2 separate regions of the Bombyx mori genome follow, and region 1 is linked to region 2. The links are chromatin contacts, called in public Hi-C maps. All regions are on one chromosome and are shown on one strand. The core of a region is the stretch at or near the end of the contact, and the rest is flanking DNA. Distances in the headings are between cores, read along the strand shown. Region 1 holds the start of Ptx1 (pituitary homeobox1). Region 2 overlaps Ptx1 (pituitary homeobox1).

Region 1 (4,584 bases), core at 578-3,077, 62 kb after region 2:
GTAATATTTAAGGTACAATGACTTTCTTTTATTCTAAAGGTAGCAGCGTAGGAAAATAGCTGAAAACACAAGCTCGTTGACGACAAAGGGAGATTGGCGACAACTTGCGAGATAATTAATGAATTAGATTAATAATTAATTTAATGTAATTTATTAAAGGCCAGAAGATCTCACATAAATACCTACTATTAAATAAGTTTATTTAAACACAGTAGGTATTGACTTGAAAATAAAATATGATAGGAATCTGATGACCGTGTGACACCAAAATCTGTATATAAATAAGCAAAGACAAAACAGTTAATTACCGTTTTCTCTATCAATCCTTTTAGTTTTTTTTATTAAGTAATTGACAAGCTTTGATTGTATCCTCTATTTCTTTTTTAAATAGAGCCATTTTTTTAAATGTGAAGAACAAATTTGGGTAATTTTTTCTACTGTTTTGGTCATACGATTTTTTTCACTATTGCGGAACTTGCCGTCAATATTTATTTCGGAATGTGCAAATTTAATGTTCTTAAAAATGTATAAAACAAAAAAATGAGAACACACATAATATATGAAATGTTACGTACCTACTAATAATTATGATTGAATTTCGACCAAACCTAGTTTATTCAATCTTATAAATCAAATTTTACAACTTCTGGGCTCAATTATACTATTAAAATTTTATTTATACTTCGATCAAACAATTATTACTAATATAGTCTTAGAACTTAGTTCTTAGAATGACTTCAATTTTATACGCTCAAACAACTTTTCTGTGTTTAAAATTGAAATAACTGTTGTTTTTTCATAGAGGGGTAAATAACAGCGTCATGGTGCTACACGACTATCGGAGCTCATAGACATGACAATGTCAATGCCACCCACCTTGAGATATGCCGTCTAAGTATCAATTTTATAGTAAACAAAAAGTATCAAGTATTGCATAACGGATTTCCTAAAGCAGAGCGCAAATCTTCTGCGCCATACCATAAAATTTAGTGAACATTAAATTATTGAATTAAAAAAATCCGTGGTTACTATTACACGGCGTTATTTTTTCATTATAGAAATCATTTGTGTACACGTGCACATACATAATTTATTTTAAGTCCTTGAATGAATTATTAAACAACAGTCATTAGTTTTACGGCCTATTAATTGAAATAAGAACAATAAATACTTCGCAAGCGAATAAAAATCTCCGCAAGTAAATCTTATAACAAATAAATTTCACTTTGTTTTAAACGTCGGCAAATAAATTACGGTGCACGTACCTAATGTTATTTTTTAATTCTTTCTTCAAGAAAGATCCAATATGAGGTGGTATTAAAAATGTTTAGATATTTTTTGAAGAGGCTCCGTGTGTTCTGGACATAAACTTGAATTATTATACACTCATATATAGGAGTTATCATGTGAAGAGATTAAGATTTTTTTGTGTGCTTATCAAATTGAATCGACTAAAGAATATTTTGAATTATATAATACCTACTTAGTTCATATGACGAACAACAATCAGTTTTATTGAATGAACATGAATTACATAGTGTACAGCACAATCATGTGTACTGAGCTTAAGGAGTTGTCGTAAGTCGAGTAGTTCTGTTAGTGGTACTGTCAACATATTGTACAATAAGATATCTAAGCTCAGCTGTGCATTCGAGTGGATATACAAATGTCAACATACTTACTGTTTATTCAGATAAAGCCTGGATTAGACGGCGCTCTTGCACGATGATTCCTCGGAGAAGTTGACTTTCACAGCGTTCGTACACGAAATCCGATGATATCCGTCATAATCTGGTACAAGCCACGGGATTACGCGCGTCCAGCGGCGCCCGGCCGTCACCCACTAACGTAAACACAAGTAACAGAAGCGAATACGTATCCGATACCGATAAATCAAAGCGCACGATCGCGGCGACGTCGCTTATCCGCTAAATCCTGTCGGGATCGCGTAAAAAATACTAGTATTAAAAACAGTCTTAAGTGGGCTTACGTACGCGGCGCGGTGCGGCCCGCGCTGGCTCTAATCTCGGCCACTTCCCGGAGCAATTTGAACCTAACTCCACCACTCTATACATCATCCTGCGATAGCCCGCCCACCGGCCGCGAGCTCGCATACACTCGTCTCACTCGCACACGTAACGCACTTATTATTCCTCTCTCTGTCTCCCTGAAATCTCGCCACACTGAAAATTCTCTGCCCGAAGTTGAGGGGCGCGGGGTGAGGAAAGCAGTCAGCTGGTCGAACTTGTACGAATAAAATCGGCTTTTTATCGACTCGATGACGCTACGTGACGTCACTGTTTACTTCTGCCCCTCGGGTGTGGACATTGGCTAGCCGAACAAGTACAACTCACGTGCTGACATTGAAACTATAGGCCATAGAACTAATCAAAGAGTTTTTAATTTTTTTAGAACGTAATTAAAATATTTTAAAGTTATTTATTTAATTCAACGGCAACATTATCTGTTCTAATTTAAGTACCTAAATGTATTTTTATCGGGAAACGATTTGTGGATATGTATGTTCTGTATACTAGGAAAATAAACGGCGCAATGTCGGTGTGTTTGCGGACGCCGACTAAAACTCGCCGTAAAAGTCATTAAACCGTTCTTATTTTCGTTAAAGTATAAAAATAATTGCAGTTTAAATCGCCATGCCGTGCAGCGGAGTCGCAGCAATAAATAAACTCTAGCTCCCGTACTCGCAACGTAAACAGATCGGGCACATTAACCGCGCTTCGCCGTACATAAAGAGGGCTGTATAAATATAAAGTTCCTACTCGCCGCCGCGCAAACTTAGCTAAACAACGCCATAATTGCCTTCATTACTTAAATTACTGAAATTATTTATTCAGGAAGCTGGCAACACTGAGAGCGCGCGGACTCCGCCCAGGGTCGGCCCGGGCCAATGGTAGAGGACGAGGGCGCGGGGGGCGTAGGACGACCCAATATGGCGGCAACCTTGTCGAGCCGCGAGCTAGATGTTTCAGTCTGTTTTCCTCGTGTCTAGTTTGACGTGTCTTCGAGCGGTTAGGTATTTAGTTACGGTTGATGAGTGCGAATGTTTCACGGCGAGCGTGCGTAAGGCTAGGTACAGGTGCGAGGAGGTGAATGGCGATCGGATCGGAAGTACCGCGCGACGACGCCCGTCGGTACGATCCGACGGGACCAAACAATTCGTCACATACCGAGCTAAAATGTCACTTAAGCGATTCTTGTTAAAACTGAACCGAGTTTGAGAAAATCCAATATTTTTTTTAATAGTTATTAGTGAAATGTTTGCCTTTTTATTCAAACAACGTTTAAAATTGTAATCTAAATACTATAATTTTATTTCTTTAGTCAAGAAGACCTACATAATTGTGTTAAGATTGTATTAGTAGTACATAATTTGCATACATACCTAAGTGATGTTATAGCACCGTAAGTGCGATATATACGAAAATTATTTGCCTCAATTATACAAAAAAAAAAAAACAATTAAATCATATAGTGACGACATTCATATCACTACATATTATCAGTTTTCGTAAAAATAACAATATAAATAAACCAAAAGTCTACTGCAAATACATTTCATAACATTACATTACATTACATTACATGTGCTACGTTAATAATAAGAAAATAAACTAATTAAATACTAAATTAATAATATTAAAATAATATTAATATTAATAAATAATAAGAACAATAATTTAATAACTAAAATATATTATTAAAAGGAGTCCCTTTAGGCAAGGTTCCGAAGATACCGGCAGCGTTCCTCCCCCTTTGAATGGCTAGACTAATTCTTTGTTAATTATAATTAATTTCTAATTCATATTATATTTAACGGTATAAACATATTATGTATTTATTGTATGTGTGTACTTTATTTAATAATGTATTATTAATAGTACATACCTGCGTATCTTTATCTTTTCGAGAATTTCTCTTAATTAAACGGTTGCCTCGCAGATATTGCTTTTATTTATTTATTTATTTAATACAAGGAGAACCAACAGCCAACTAACAAAGTATAATAATATAACAAATAATAGAAACAAAAAGCCAATTAAAGGTTCTCACCAATATAAACAAATTAAAAACACTAGAGAAACAAAAGCATAGAAACAAAAAAAAATTAAAAACAATCAGCAAGCAAGAAACAACATAAGGAATGGAGGAAAACACCAGACTAACAGAGACTTTTAGCGATAAGACTGCCTATTGTACAAGCGTATTGACTGTTTGTTGACTGTTTTCTAATGTTAATTGTGTTTTGATGTACAATAAAGTATGTTCTCTCTTTCTCTCTCTCTCTCTAAAATTAGTGAAGTACTTTAGGTATGACTTTTTTGTATGATTTAAGAATCACATTCAAGCTAACACGTCATCATGAATTATTATCTAATAAAATTAAATAATATCTAATAAAATCTAATAATATGTAATCTAATAAAAGCGCATTATTATATAGGTACGTAAGTAGTTCGTTGTGTTAAAAGAAATCTCAGTGATACAGGACACTTATACAACGAGAAATTATTTAATTTATACTTTTCATTTAATTAACCCGACCGGCTCTTTCGTTTTCCTCAA
Region 2 (5,270 bases), core at 231-2,730:
TCGCTTTGGTATACGTACATACATACCTACATATTTACATTTCACTTAGAAACGAATCGTTCAGTTTTTATTGCCAGACATTTCTTAACAAATATTATGCTATATGCGAATTATTCACATAATTTACCCCACGACTTACACTTTTTTAAATATAGCTCTCACAGGTCGTATTGACGAGCTGACACTAATCTTTTAGTACCGTAAACTGTCACTATTTTATGATTGAACTAGTGTCCGTGTACACGATCGTGTAGACAAGCGTATGCTTAGTCAAACCATTCCCACAAATGTCTGTAAGACGGAGTAGTGTAAGTGAGGTCGGGCGGCGACTAGGAGGCTCGCGCGGTCGCCAGCAAGGGTGGCGGCGAGCGAGTCTCCTCGCGGCCGCGCGCTTCCTCTCAGAGCACGCGGTCCGACACTCCCACTCCGCCCGCGTACTGGCACGCTGACAGCGGCGCGGACCCGGCCCTCGACACCGGCGACACTGACCCGTAGCTCCCGCCGAACCCTGATGAGTGCTGCTTCGCCTTCAACCTTAGCGACGCTATCGATGACGACATTGCCGGACACGGCTCTGTCCTGTACATGCTGTAAGGATTGGGAGGTGCAGTGTAAGGGCACGGAGCAACACCACCTCCTACACCGGCTGATCCCCCGACGCCTCCCATCCCGCCGCCTCCGACTCCTCCCATTGAAGTCGCCGTGTTGAAACAGTTTACCGAACCCTGATGATGACTTGCCGGTACCACTGATCCGAGGGGATTGACAGGCCACGGAAAACTTTTCGTTCCTAGTGGACTAGGTACTTTCGCAGCCCAGTTATTATAGGGATACGACGAGTAAAGCGCATCGGTGTCCGGGAACGGCTGCATTAAGCCGTTAAATTGAGTGCTGAAGCCGTTTTTGAAATCGGCAGCAGCCGCGGCTGCCGCATTCATTGCATTCCTTTCTCGTTTTCGCCACTTGGCTCTCCGGTTTTTAAACCATACCTGTAACAAAAACAAAAATATAATAATACTGAAATAGAAACTAGATCTCGGTAAAACTACTACCGGATTTGAGTCTATTTACTGGTAGGGTTTTTTTTAAATTAAATAGTTTGACCGATAGAAAGCGACCGATCACCGATCACAATCTAAAAGTTTTAACGAGATAAAATGAGAATGCGACCTGCGTTTCGTAGTTATTAACTTTACTCATTACAAAGTTGACAGTGGGACGCGAATGCGGGCATCGGCGCGTATTCGAGCCACGTAGCGTCAGCAGAGTTGCGGAGACCGGAGGCTCCCCCGCCTGCGGCAGCCAACGACCCGTCTAATTGCGGCCGCGAAATGAAGATAAACGAGCTTCGCGATTGGGCGGGACGGCTCGCCGCTACTTGATCGAGCCGCAATAAACGAGCAGCCGCTACAACATCGCCTCCTACTAGCCTCCGTTGAATCGATGTTGTTATTTAGACGAGGTGGTCGGAGGAGGAGTCGTGCGAGCGGTGATAAGTCGCCGTGAACGCAGATAACGCGCGCGCTGATGTATGGCGTGCGTCCGTCACCGGGCGATCGATTGCGCCGACGACACCTCCGCGATAAATTGCGCAATTCACGTAGCGACTGCAATAAATATTGCGCCGCCAGCGGTATTTGTCTCACTCACGGTGGCGGGTTCACCCAGCCGAAACGGTAAATAATACCCTCTTTCCTCGGTTAAGTGAACATAAACGGTCGTTTCCACCCCATATACGATCGTTTATTTTTCGAAACATAAATTTGATGTGTTCGCGTGTTTTTGTATTGGTCGACACCGGTAAACCACAGGTTATTAGTCTTTGAATATCCAGCGCGCAATGGACAGTTTCATGACTTTTATGTTTTAAAAAGTAGTAAGCTTTTCATTGACATATCGAATACTGCTTTGCATGTCATCATGATAACATTAATTTCGAATGAAGAGCACGCCTACAACTTCCTGAAAAACTGCTCCATAATCAATGAAAATAACTACAGAGAAGTACTGACAAAGCAGAGAGAGAGGAAGCAAAACACAATTAACATTGAACATAAGTTAAAAGGTACATAATTTCGAAAATAGAGTTATGATTACAACAAAATTATATTTGCTTAGATGCACATATGGGAATGTAATTTCCATTATTTGAATAGCGGTGGACAGGCAACAGGAACGAGCTGCGGCGGGTGTGAGCGAGAAGGGTCGCGAATATTACGACGCGGGGCTAATCCTTTAAATATATTATTGCAGAATGGTGACCGTACCGCTCCCTATGTCACTATAAAAGGAGCTCTGACATTTTTTATACATTTCCGAAACATAACGATTTTTTTTAAATTGTTCATCATTTCGCTAATTGACAAAACCTACCATTTGTGTACTTTCGTTGAAAGACAAAATTTGGATTGTGAATAATTTAAATTTATTAAACTTAAAAAGTATCTTGAATGTTGAACCTTAGAGTCGCATTAAATGTTACCATACAACGAATACCCACAATTTGGGTATTCATCCTTTATTTTTCTTATTATTCTTCTATAAACGTTTTTAAGTGATAATAATGAATATTAGTTATAAATTTACTAATAATTAGTGAAAATGGCATATAATGTTGCTAATCGAGATTTATAGTTATCGTTAATAACTACCGTTTCCATGGTGAAAATGGTTTTCCCGAATCAAATAGTTCGAGGTGATGAATTATAGTCCGCCCTAGTGTTAATGAAGTTATTTTACGGTCAGCAGGATCACAGGGTCGCTAAATTGCCTTAAATTTAAATTAAACTGGAATCACAGTTTTATTAGTGTCATCAATCAAACAAGACCCGACCTAACGACGCGGCGAGCAAGCCAAAGGATTTCAATCTTTACGTAGTAGGGATTTAAGAGTGTTATCTTACATAGTATAGACTCGCACTATTCCAAAGTCAAATAAACATGAGCTCATATAAACGGATAGAGAATATAAACTCGGAATTGACACGTGTCTGAAACAGGGTTGGCGAATGTTTGTTTCGATACAAATTCAATTTGAACAGCGTTTACTGGTTCTTTACTTTATCTTCAAATCTCAAGAATTATTTAGTATTGTGGGGCTTACCGTAATACAATACAGTTGATACTTCAATCTAATATCTCAAGGTGGGCTGAGGACCACCCACTTCACACTAGGGGGACAGTGAGCTCTCTATCTATCTAAAGTAATACAACAAAATACTAGCACTTGTATTTGAAGTGAAAACTCTTACAAAGTACGCTAGATTTAGTAGTTGCAATAGCAGTATCAAATAGTATCATATAATATAATCAATAATATTAAAGTACATAAATAAATGTTACTGAATTCTAAATATCTTTCTAAATAAGTTTCACTTAAATTGTAGCGCAATTTGTTTAAAGGAATCAATTCTACTGGTGGTAGGACCTCTTGTGAGTCCACGCGGGTAGGTACCACCATCGCGCCTATTTCTGCCGTAAAGCAGTAATGCGTTTCGGTTTGAGGGGTGGGGCAGCCGTTGTAACTATACTGAGACCTTAGAACTTTTATCTCAAGGTGGGTGGCGCATTTACGTTGTAGATGTCTATGGGCTCCAGTAACCACTTAACACCAGGTGGGCTGTGTGCTCGTCCATCAATCTAAGCAATAAATAAAAAAAAACTTGTCAAATATAATTAAAACCTTATTATTTAATCTGAACTTTTTTTTAATATTATGCATTTTATAATTTAATCATAGAAAATAAATGATGTTTCCTAAAATCATTAATAAAACTATGGGGTCGACGTCCCTATTCTTTGAAACTTATTAAATGCACCCCGTGGAGAAAAAGACGGTAGTGGCTTTAACATTGTGGACGACAGTAATGGAAATAGACTGGAATTGCTCTTAGAATACACTACTACAAAATAGTCCTTTTCAACGAATATTGACATACAACACTTGATTATGACCAGTTTGATAACGATCGAATCTCTAAATGCAATATTCTTTTCATTTTCAAAAGAAAACCTGAAAATAATTTAATCTAGAATCAAAATAACGTGACTTCCCAATTCGCTGATACAAATTCCATTAAAGCCCCTGTAAAGTCCTCGAGATCAGAACACTAAACTCGTAGCCTATCAAAACACGTACAGGATAACTCTCTAATGTACAACGCTATTCAGTCTTGATTTCTGACACGCGAAATTGTATTGTAAATAACATACAAATAGAATTGCTTTTGTATCACTATGCTCTCGACATGAAAATGTTCCGTTCAATAAATTTTGAATTTGTAGTTCGTAATATAGTAATACGTGTTTACAGAAACAAATTCTTCGTTTTGTCTATTGGGCGTGAGCCAGACCCGGTTACAACACGACAATGTTAATAGTTTATGCTCTCTGAATCACGGGTTATATTGTCAGTTACCACATTATTTTGCGATGTGTCTAAACATTAACTCGTATATTATTATGTAATCTATACTATTATAAAACTGCTACTAAATAGTGTGTCTGTACGTTAAATATGCAAAAAATATATGATTTGATCTTAAATTTTACACACCGGAACTAAAATCACAGAACTTTTTAATTAAATTAGTTTAATGTTTAAAATTAATTTTATTAGCGTATCATATAGACCACTGTCGTATTTTTCAAGTATGCATTTTTAATCAAGAATCACAGTTTTGCGTTTATTAAATATATTTTCCATTTATTTTCATAATTTAAAACTGCACCTCTGGTGGTCGTAGAATTAAGTTTGTTTTTACTACGAGAGCTGTAGCAGTTAAGGGCACGGCAATCGGGTCCAAAATATGATCAATCCAAACACAGTTCTAAATTCAAAATATCATCATCGTCATTATTAATAGCCTATTTTAGTCTACTGTTGGACGTAGATCTCTGTCAAGACACGTACGCGACCCGATCCTGAACTTCTTGTCTCCATCGACTGTCCACTATTCTGCATATAGCCTCGCTCTGCCTTATTACTGGACGTCTTAAACTACGTTTACCGTTATGTTGTCTCCACTCCAGAATTCTTCTACTCTAACAGTTATCGATTTATATATTCCAAAATAGATATGCCTCTGTATTATTACAATTTTGAGCCCTCTTTTTTGCTTGCCCTACTACAAGCTTCCTCTTCGATTAGATCGTAAAAATACTCTTCTCCACCTTATCCCACTAGGTGGGGTCGGCACAGCTGATTTTTCTCTTCCATTTTCTTCTATCAGCCGTCACCTCAACACTCACTCCTCTCTTTCTCTCTCATA

What was found. Hi-C and Micro-C count contacts between places; a contact is called where the count stands out from the background.
Region 1: a Hi-C map of whole pupa shows a contact between it and region 2, with 2.4 times the contacts expected there. The contact joins the promoter of Ptx1 here to the enhancer-like site in region 2. A contact is called at or near these places in 2 of 7 Hi-C or Micro-C datasets (both in whole pupa).

The regions. Positions count from the first base shown.
Region 1 is chr12:4,950,015-4,954,598 of ASM3026992v2, forward strand. Ptx1 (pituitary homeobox1) reads right to left here and starts at 1,828. Exons shown (of 5, transcript NM_001098368.1): 1 at 1,683-1,828.
Region 2 is chr12:4,888,636-4,893,905 of ASM3026992v2, forward strand. Ptx1 (pituitary homeobox1) reads right to left here. Exons shown (of 5, transcript NM_001098368.1): 5 at 260-989. The coding sequence ends at 399. Among protein-coding and RNA genes, the nearest start is that of Sap-r, 32 kb to the left of the region's middle. Within about 2 kb of position 1,481, at least 5 of the 8 cell types and tissues checked have open chromatin away from gene starts, as enhancers often do.